Regions from separate parts of the Hordeum vulgare genome. Here region 1 is linked to region 2. Evidence: chromatin contacts called from public Hi-C data. All regions are on one chromosome and are shown on one strand. The core of a region is the stretch at or near the end of the contact, and the rest is flanking DNA. Distances in the headings are between cores, read along the strand shown. Region 1 holds the start of LOC123402753 (cytochrome P450 711A1-like). Region 2 overlaps LOC123403647 (a long non-coding RNA gene).

Region 1 (5,415 bases), core at 551-3,050, 480 kb before region 2:
GGGATGTGCGCGTAAGGGTGCCGCCCCCGTTCCTCCTCCCCCTCCGGCGCGAACCGCTCTGGCCGGAACTCCTCCGGCTCCGGGAACTGCCGCGCGTCGCGGGCCAGCACACCCGGCGCCAGCCACACGTACGTGCCCTTCGGGAGCTGGTACCCGGCGATCTCCACCTCCTCGGAGGTCTCCCTGGCGATCAGCGGCGACACCAGGTGGAACCTCATGGCCTCCTTGACCACCAGGTCGAGGTACGGGAACCTGCCCTGGAGGTCGTCGGCGTCGGGGGCCGCGCCGTCGAACGCGTCCACCTCCGCCAGCAGTTTCTCCTCCACGCGCGGGTGGCACGACACCAGGTACAGCACCGACGACACCGTGAACGCCGTCGTCTTGGTCCCGGCGATCAGGTGCTCGTACGCCAGCGCGCGCACGTGCTTGTCCTCCAGCGCCAGGTCCCTGGCGCCGCTCTCTCTTGCGTCCAGCAGCGCCGCGATGAAGTCCAGCGCGGCGCCCGGCTCGGAGGCGCTGTTCTCGCGGTCCCTGCGCCGGCCGGCGATGATGGCGTCGATGCGGCGGCACAGCAGGCGCTCGTTCTCCTCCATCTTGTAGTCCGCGGTGCCGGGCACCCGCCGCAGCAGGCGCTTGCACGGCGTCTGGGCGCACGGGAGGAAGAGCCCGAGGATGGTGGACAGCGAGCTGGACAGGTCCATCTTGATGAATTCCATAGACCTCTTGTACTCCTCCAAGAACCCCCTCACGTCTTCGCCGCCGTCCGCGGCGGCGACCTTCTTGCAGAGGCCGAAGTCGATGCCGAAGGCCGTCTTGCCGATGATGTCGATGGCCATGCGCAGCGAGAGCTGGCAGAAGGGGACGCAGTCCTGGTCCGGGCAGGCGGCGACACTGTCCACCAGCGCGTCGACGTAGGGCTGCATCGTCGGGACGAGGCAGGCGAGCCGTGCCGGCTGGTAGAGCGGGATGACCGTGTTCCTCATGGAGGACCACGTGGAGTCCCTGGTGAGGAAGAGCGCGTCCTGGTGCAGCGACCCCACCGTCGGCGGCGGGGTGCTCCGGTTACGGATGTCCTTGAACTTCTTGATGCCCACCTCCTTGCACAGCTCCGCATTCGCCACGATCACCAGCGGCTGCCTCCCCATGTGAAACCTGCACCGATCGAAGATCGAACATTACATGACACCTGCAGAAGATTAAGAAGATGAAGAAGAAGATGGATACAACATTACTACCGGAAGATGGGGCCGTGCTCCTTAGCGATGGCGCGGAAGACGTCTGGTCCGTCGTTGGCGAGAAGATGGAGATGGCCGAGGGGGAACCTGGTGGGAGGCCCCGGGACCCTCCTGACGGCCCAGAATGGCGCGTAGAAGTAGACCAGAAACGCGCCAATCGCAGCCACAGAAGACAAGAGGAGCAGAGCGGGCGCGCTTGTGCCATGTGCAGCGGCATGGCCTGTAGTTTCCAGAGCAATGGAGCAGTTGCTGGCTTCCATGGAGGAGGAAGAAGGAGCCAGGAGCTTTGTCTGCTTACCAGCGTTCGGTCTGGTCACTGCATTGGCTTGTGTTGCTCGTGCCTGCTAGTTTATCAAGCAGCCTTCGTCGTCGACGTTGCTGTCTTCAGTGTCGTCTTGGTCAAATGTTGTGTGTGGCTCCCCGCAAAAATATCAAAAAATCATGATGTCTATGGCAGCAGGTGTCCCTGGCTCCCTGCCACATGAAGGACATGCATCATGTGTCATGCCATACACGGCGTTATACAAGGTTATACGCTGATTATGATTTTTTTTCTTTCTAACTATTCATTCTTTCTTGATTTTCAAAGGGGTGGGGCCTCATCCCCTTAATCTTTAATCAAAATCCATGTGTTTGTAAAACCCATATAAAATTATGTATGTGTAGCATTGCTCACGGTACATCAGGCGGGCACCCCGCAAACGGAACAAAAACTTTGGCTTGCCTTCTTTTAAGGATACATACCAAAGAGGTTTATATCAATATCTAGAACAAGAGGCAAGACGGCTTCGTGACTCCCCCCTCCGTCGTCTACCGCACGAGCGACCAAGGGACCCAACTCTCCGCCGCCGGTCACCCTCCTCCTTCCCGCTCCCCTCCGCCACCGCCCGTGGTCGGCGCCGGGTTAAGCCCATGCGTGCGATGGCGGCGGTGAAGGCATCAACCTCTTACTTCGGGCTCAGGATACGCGGGATCTCCGTTCTCGAGGATGAGGCCCCGATCGGTGGCGACGACGTCAATCTGGCCCACGACGGCCTTCATCTAGAGCGCGCCGGCCGATAGGTCACCAGTGGTGGCCGTGGCGGCAGACTGATCCCGAGCGGCCGCGGTGTCAGATCTGGAGGTCCCCTTTCTCCTGCTGTCTCTCTCGTCATCCCGGTGGTTTGCGGCTGGAGGCCCCGGTGATGGTGAGCCCTAGTGGTGTATTTTGGGTCCGGAGGAAACCTTGGCCTGCTGCATCGTCCATGGGGCCCGCTTTCCTTTGTGAAGGTGTCGTGAGGGACCTTGGAGCTCGGTTGGGAGTATAGAGGATCTGCAGGTGGAGGGGGATGAGACCAGTGGCTGCAGGTCGTGTTCGCGAAGGAGGAGCGGCGTTGCATGTGGCACGTCGACAACCACAGGTCTCAGCAACAAGGAGCAGCGGGGTCTCCCTGCTGGGTTTGTGTTGATGAACGAGCGCAGGATGGTGGCGTTGTGTGGCATCGTGCTGGCATCGACGACCACTAGACCGGGCAAGGTTGATGCGTCAGTACAACTCTGATGATGGATTGGTGGTAGGTGGTGGCGGCGGCCTCTGTTTGTGCGCCGGACCGGTGGGTGCCCCATACTCGGCAAGTGGCTTGGTTGGGGCCTCTTCTCTTAGATGTTAGGCTTAGCTGTGAGGTCTATTTGGTATTAGGCCCAGACTATCAACATTCCTTCATGAACTGGATAGGAATAGCGATAGAAATTGCCTAGACGGTGGCTCCAGACTTACTATTGTACTGCTTTGTAAGGTTTTTTATGAATAATCAATAAAGTTGCTGCATGCATCACCTAGATGTAGAGGCCGGGGATCTTCCTCCTTTAAAAAACAGGCAAGACGCCTTATACAATGTCAAGCCGCATACAACGCAACCCAACACATCACAAGTAAAACGACATACAACTCACCCTGGTCAACCTCTAGCCACAAATGACGAAGAGACTGAACACTACACATGCAGTCTCAATTTTACATAAATTAAATCCTAGCATTTTCTCAATTTTAATGGGTGTCTGGGGAGGGGGGGTGAATAGACTACTTACATAAATTAAAATCCTAGCATTTTCTCAATTTTAATGGTTGGCTGATTTTAGCAATTCTAACAAGTCTAGTGCACCCTACACATGCTAGTAAACAAATATGGCAGCGAAAAGTAAATACATTGCACATGTAAGTAAGGAGTAGAGATTAGGAAGATCAAACACAAATATGAACACGACAATTTTGGCGTGGTCCCGATAGGTGGCGCTGTCGTACGTCCACGTTAGTGGATACTTCAACCCACGGAGGATAATGACTACGAGAGTCCACGGAGGGCTCCAACCACAAGGGGTCCATGAAGAAGCGGCCTTGTCTATTCCACCATGGCTTACGTCAACACAACAGTAGCCTCACTCACGATATATCTTCATGAAGTAGGAGATCTCCTTGCCCGTTGATGACCCACAAGTATTGGGGATCAATCATAGTCCTTTCGATAAGTAAGAGTGTCAAACCCAACGAGGAGTAGAAGGAAATGACAAGCGATTTTCAGCAAGGTAATTTCTGCAAGCACTGAAATAGTGGTAACAAGTTGTTTGATAGCAAGATAATTGTAACAAGTGACAAGTAGCAACAGGAACAATAGGTCCAACAAGGTAGCCCAATCCTTTTGTAGCAAAGGCCAATCCAAAACAAGTTCTTATAATAGGCAAAGCATTCTTGAGGGCACACGAGAATTTCATCTAGTCACTTTTCCCATGTTGTGTTAATTTGCGTTTGGTATTTTGATAATTTGATATGTGGGTGAACCGATGCTTGGGTGTTGTTCTTACTTGAACAAACTTCCCACTTAGGATTAACCATCCCGCAAGCATCCACAACTACGAAAAAAGTATTAAGAGTAAATTCTAACCATAGCATTAAACATAGGATCCAAATCAGCCCCTTACGAAGTAGTGCATAGACTGGGGTTTATGTTTCTGTCACTCTCGCAAACCACCCTCTAATTACTAATCCACAATGCATTCCCTTAGGCCCAAAATATGGTGAAGTGTTATGTAGTCGATGTTCACATAACACCTCTAAGGGAATCACAATCATATCATCAAAATATCAAACGAATATTAACTTCACATGATTACTTGCAACATGCCTCAAGAACAAAAGTAACTACTCACAAGTGATAAACTTGTTCATGATCAAAGAGGTATTTAATAGCATAATGGATCTGAACATATGATCTCCCACCAAGTAAACCATAAAGCATCAACTACAAGATGTAATTAACACTACTAGACACACCCGAGGTACCAATCCGAGGTTCCGGTACAAGATTGAGTACAAGAGATGAACTAGGGTTTTGATATGAGATGCTGCTGGTGAAGATGTTGATGGAGATTGGCCTCCCCAAGATGAGATGGTTGTTGGTGATGACGATGGCCTCGATTTCCCCCTTCGGGAGGGAATTTCCTTTGGCGGAATCACTCTGCTAGAGGGCAAAAGTGCTCCTACCAAGGTTCCGCCTCAAGACGATGGCGCTTCATCCCAAAAATCCTCTCCCTAATTTTTAGGTCGAAGGAGAATATATACCAGAAGATGGGCGCCAGATATGGGGCAGGTGGCCCAGTAGACATCATGCTGCGCGAGTGGTCCGTGGCGCACCCTAGTATCTAGTGGCCGCGTGGTGAACCCCTCCGGCACTTCTTTGTTCCAATTTTTTTATATATTCTAAAATAAATCCCCGTCACCTCAATTGGAGGTGTCTGCAGAATATGTATTTCCGACGTAGATTTTTCAGGTCCAGAATTCCATCTGTCGGTATTCTCCCACTTGATGTAAACCTTGCATATTATGAGAGAAAAGACATTAGAATTACTCCACCAAGTGGCTAAAAGAATAAAACACTATAAATAGTAGTAATAAAACATGATGCAAAATGGACGTATCAACTCCCACCAGCTTAGACCGCACTTGTCCTCAAGCAAAAGCCGATAGCGAAAATCATGACCACATGCTTTGAGAGAGAGGTGTCTATAGAAAGAAAATACGGACATAGTAGCATCATGCTCATTATTATAACAACAAATAAAACTTTATAAAATACTTCCTCACATCATTTTAATCATATAACTTCTATCATAAGGCTTCTTATAAACAAGCAGCAATTCATCACAA
Region 2 (5,526 bases), core at 2,053-4,552:
GAGGAGGACGTGCATAGAAGAGCGGCAACCCATTCCCGAAATTTGCTTGGGAATCCCACATGCTGAAGCGGGTCTAGCATTTAAGCCCATTTGATCGAGTCAAAAGCCTTTTTGATATCCATCTTGAAAAGGAGAGCAGGGGTCTTGCATTTGTGGAGACGGCGAGCGAAGTTGCCCACATACATGAAGTTGTCATGGATGCTTCTCCTTTTGATGAAAGCGCTTTGGGCATTGGAGACGAGCGCGTTCATGTGAGGCGTCGGTCTAAGGGAGAGGACCTTAGAGATGATTTTGGCAATGCCATGAATAAGGCTAATGGGCCTGTAATCTGAGATGTCCTCCGCCCCCTCCTTTTTGGGAACAAGAACCACATTGGCAGAGTTTAGCCATTGTAGGTTGGACGTGTGAAGGGAGTCAAAGCGGTTGATGTCCCTCATGATGTCATTCTTGATAACCTCCCAACAGGTCTTAAAAACATACGCATATCCTGCACGCCCTGTCGTCCTCCCTCTCTGATCAGTGCCCGCTTGTGCTCGCTGATGAAAAAGGCCCTCGGATTCCATGAGGTTGTCCAGAGTGCTTGGGCAGAGCGAGTCGCACACACGGAGCCTTTCCTCATCTTGCATCACAAGCTCAAGAAGACCGCCATGCGCCTCTCCGGATGGAGCAAGCGCCTCTTCTCCAAGGCTAAGATTCTATTTCACACGGCTCTGCTTGTCATCCTACGCCTTGACATAGTCCAAGAGCATCGGTCCCTCTCCGGTGCGGAGCTAGTCCTCCGTTCTAGGCTCAAGAGGCGAGTTTTGAGCTTGGCTGTGCTTCAACGTTCCCGCAAAAGTCAATGTGCCAGGTTTTCCAATCTTAAAGAACGAGATGCAAACACGAAGTTCTTTCATCACTATATCAATGCCCGTCGTCACAAGAATCACATCCATCGGATCAAGCACATGCATTCTTGGGTTACTGATCACAAGCAAAAGGAGAAAATTATCCATAACTACTTCTCGCTGGCCTTGGATAGGGGAGACACTAGTTCTCTTGACTTCAACTGGGACGATCTTAATATGCAACATATTGATCTCAGCTCTCTCGATGCGACCACCTCTAAAGAAGAGATTTGGGCTGCCATCAAGGAATTACCAAGTGACAAGGCCCCTGACCCTAATGGGTTCACATCAGTGGCGGAGGTAGTGGGTGGACAGGGTGATCTACGGCCCACCCTGGGATTAGAAATTAACATTTATACCATAACAAAAATTCAAAAGAAAAAAGAAACTAAAATTACATGCATAACTACATTGTTGGCCCATCCTGCCCCATAACGTTAGGTCTGCCACTCGTTCACATCAAATTAGGATAGTTAGCAGAAAGCATCCCTCAAGATATTTTATAGATTGATAGGCTCTACCAAGAACATCAAATATTCTTGCCCACCCACAAGAGGCGGGAACATACCCCTGCTGCGCATTAGTTTCCATTGGCAAATTCTGATGAGGCGATACATGAACCACCAAAGATGACACCTTTTGACCTGATGCGCAATAGTACCACACTGAATCAATCAATGATCCTCACAGTTAGATAAATCCAACTCGAGCATTCTCTTGTGAACAACCTCTTGATTGTGTGCTACAAGTCTACTAGTGTTCTCATGCCAAAACTGACTTCAAAACTGAGAAGAGTAGGTGCTTCATGGTTAGTTAACATAATTGACGGTGCTACTGTTCCCATGACCATCCGAGTAACAAGTGAACTTACTATATGAAAATTACGGTAGAAGACTTGTTCTATAGTTCCAGGCTTAAAAAATATATATATTCCTGCCACTATGTTAAGCTCTAGAGCAGGGCTGCATGTCACTGTTCTGATGTTAAGTTTCAATGTAGCATCAATATTTCAACAAAAAGATTTTGATCGGGTCTCACCCAAAAAAAATACTACTCCTATATTGCATGCTATAGTAGCAGTTTATAGACGGTATGGTGGAGGGCTGTTATGGTGCTGGTGCTCAGGCGGCCTTGCTGCCATGGCTGAGCTCATGGTGGAGGGGCTTGCGCGGCTGGTATGGCGCTCGAGCAGCGGCTTCGGCCGCGAGGGGCGTGGCCGGGGTATGTCTATGCGGTGGATGCTCCTCGGGATGCGCGGATCGGAGGCCCATGGCGACGAGGAAGTGCGTTCCGGCGGCGTGTGATGCGGATCCGGTCTCCGGCCATCGGTGGTCACCGCGAGGTGCGGTTGGCTGCGGCGGGTCTTGATGCTTCTTTGTCAATGGACATCTTCGATGGTGGTGATGTTTGGTGGCTTGCCGACGCCAATGCGGGATGATGTGCGACCGAGGTGGTGTGAAGCTTGGTGAAAACCATGTCCTGGCCTCGTGCCATGACCAGCGATGGCGGCGGCTATGGCCATCGTTGACCTTCTTGGAGGCATTGTTGCTTGTTCTCCCATCCCTCCTACACGGATCTGGCCATTTCGGCCTCTCCGGGGGAAACCCTGATCTGTGATCGGACGATGACGCGCCTTGATGTCGTATTCCCTCTTGGGGGCTTCGTCTTGAGAGCTTGGCGTTGGTGAACGGGACCAGTGGATGGCGGTTGGTGGTGAGTGTGGCGTCCAGACTTCTGTGGCAACGATGATGGTGGGAGCGATGCCGGCAACGGGGCAATGGTTGCGGTAGTCGGCTCTTTTTCGGCGTGTCCACGGTTTTGCCTCGGTTTGTTTGTTGCTATGGAGTCAAAACTGCGGTGGTGGGGCCCTGCGGTATACGATGACTGGCTGCAGGTAGCCCGTTCGGCAATCTTCGGTGACGCCAGTCGTTCCTGGTTTTGTCCTACAGAGTTCTTCGTTAGAGACGAAGTTGCGTTGTCTGACCGTAGGTTGACATGTCGTAGATTAGGGAGGGTTTGCCCTGAGTGTTCCAGTCTTTGGGAGTGGGCTTGGCCATTGTTGTATCGGTTTTTGTTCGATTTTTGTAATTAACTGAACACTTCTCTTCTACTTATTTAATAGGTGAAGCAATCTTTGCCTCCGTTTAAAAAAATAAAAGGATTCATGGATACAGTAGGAATAGCCGGACAACTATTGCTCCATCCCACAAAGAGAACCTCAAACTGCTGCCTTTCTGCATGCAATGTGACTTGTGATCTGTGATGTCGATTAATACCCTGAACTTTTGCCACTTCTTCCTTTTGTGAAAATGATGCGTAGAAAGCGGAAACCCTCATTTCTGGACGCGCAACCTGATGGCTCAGTGTTTGGAGGCGATTGCTGGGGAGGCTTAGTGGATGTATCACGTAGCCAGGTAGGCATGTACAACTTCGTGTGGATGCCAGTGACCGAGGCCTGAAACTGAAAGTGAAACGTTCATCATATAGTGCGATGGTATTTCGCATTGGCTTCTGTTGGGGGGTCATCTTTGAATCAGCTAACTGTGGTTGGAGGTTACATTATTTTGTTTCCTTCGGATGACACATAATGAATTGACTTCCACTTGTATCAAATGTGGTTCTAATAGGCCGTTTGCACTCCACGAGAATGAGATAGTGTGGAATATTTCATGCCAATTTAAGAAACTAAATTTGTCGTTCTGACTTGTTACTTGTTACGCTCCCAACTCGCAATTATGTCCATTTCCATTCAGTTGTGGATTTTGGATTTTGAAGGCAAATACCACGGCACCACGATGCCACAGCGCCATCAGAAGTGGCTAGATTATCTAGGGCCTGTTTGGAACACAATAATTTCACAGGAGACATGAAAAGCCCTCTAAAATTCACACGCAAATCATGCATTCCCTATAAGAGGTCTGAGGCTACCAGATCAGTGATTCGGCAATTTGAATGGACACCGGAAACAGTGGTACAGTTACCTTGCAATTATTTGTTGTTGATGTCTCAAACACTTTTGTTGGCGATGTGATCTCTGATCTGAATCTAAATGGACGAGTATGTCCTAAATGGATTCGGAAGTGAAAAATTAACAGAAATCTAAAGTTTCCTAGTGTCCTAGATAGTGTAGAATCTACTGAATAATGAACAGGCCACAGACTCCTCGCCAATAAGTTCTCTGAAGTTGTCCCACCATTTCTGTGTCTGAATCTGGAACGAGCGCTTTTTCTCGCCAAACCCGTACTTAACATGTCAGATGAACAACTCAGGTCACCCATGCCATGATAAAGTACCCCTTTTGTCTTTGAATTTTCCTTGGCCTAATTATTCCAGCTACTTGGGTGCCACGGGCATTAAACTGACACAGGAGTAGTCGCCCACTGGGTAAAAAATATGCTTATGATCTTACAATGCAATTGTCACTCTTATGATACTTTGGTAAACAGATTCAAATGATTTAATTGACTACAATGGTTGGTCATCTTTGATTTTTTATTTACTTCTAGATACATCCATTTGAACGGCACAGCAGTAAAATTGTTGCCCATGAGGTTACGGGTTGTTGCCCACAAGGAGGGAGTAGAAATTATAACTTTAGTGCTGCGTGCTTAGAATCCAAGCATCAGCCTCCTTGTAAGCACAACAATGTAGATGAAAGATAGATAAACTCCGGTGAATGTTTTCTTTTCTATGTAATAATCCAATACACCAAGAAGGTGAGAAACAAGCATTTTTTTTTTAAAAAAAAAACCCGACTAAAACAGTGAAAATTAGATAGCAAGGCCATGAACAAAACAACAGCGAGTTGTTTCATAGGTCATAGCACACACCTTAACTAATTATCTTTTCAGAGAGCAGGGAAGCTTGCCAAACAAATCTCTGTTGATTACTCCAGCATCTTCAGTTCATGAGTACGTAACCAGTCGTCTCAACTTGCATTGAAGTCACAGGCCACGAAACTAACAACGGCTACATTTGGTACTTTGCAACCTGCTAAATTGCGAAATAATTCATCACTGCCTTGAGTATTTAATACTAGCATATACAGCAGGATGATTGACGGTTCATCTCAGATTAAAATTATGTACTGTACTTACAACAATGTTCCTTTTCACCCTCTGCATGATGGTTGATTGTCTTGTTCTCTAAGCAGGGAAACTTGTGGCCCAAGTTCCAGGCCTCCAACCGATGGGTCGTTTCTTGTCATGCAGGGAAACTTGTGTTCCAAGTTCTAGGCTTCTATCCAATCGGTGGTTTCTGAATTTGATATCTCATTGGCATGCTGCACACTGATGTAGTGTCATATGTCAACAAACTTCAATTAAAAAAATGTCTGGATGGAAGTTTCAGGGACAATTCCCTGAAACCTCCAAATCCAGTATTAATTTATCCATGTAGTATACCATCAGAATGGGACTTCTCAGCTATATAACATCATTGAATGCTGGAGCGCCTCTTATTTCTGTGCATCCATTTGTTCAAGACATTCGAGCTTGCTAGGTCTTCTAGTTTTATTTGTTGCAAAATAAGTACCAGAGTAATGGAGCCGCAGGAAGGAAGGAAAGGGATACCATCTCTTCTGTCCTCACAAGGGGAGTGCATCGTCACCAACATCACGCAGGTGCCTAGTACTCTGTAT

The links. Hi-C and Micro-C count contacts between places; a contact is called where the count stands out from the background.
Region 1: a contact with region 2 is called in a Hi-C map of leaf, with 4 times the contacts expected there. The contact joins the promoter of LOC123402753 here to the enhancer-like site in region 2. A contact is called at or near these places in 4 of 6 Hi-C or Micro-C datasets (leaf and seedling).

What each region holds. Positions count from the first base shown.
Region 1 is chr6H:208,821,464-208,826,878 of MorexV3_pseudomolecules_assembly, reverse strand. LOC123402753 (cytochrome P450 711A1-like) reads right to left here and starts at 1,800. Exons shown (of 2, transcript XM_045096706.1): 1 at 1,236-1,800; 2 at 1-1,152. The coding sequence starts at 1,495.
Region 2 is chr6H:208,341,852-208,347,377 of MorexV3_pseudomolecules_assembly, reverse strand. LOC123403647 (a long non-coding RNA gene) reads right to left here. Exons shown (of 4, transcript XR_006611523.1): 3 at 4,985-5,526; 4 at 4,547-4,880. It also overlaps the pseudogene LOC123403645. Among protein-coding and RNA genes, the nearest start is that of LOC123403647, 9.5 kb to the right of the region's middle. Within about 2 kb of position 3,302, at least 1 of the 3 cell types and tissues checked has open chromatin away from gene starts, as enhancers often do. A contact at or near this core is called in leaf, where this site is marked.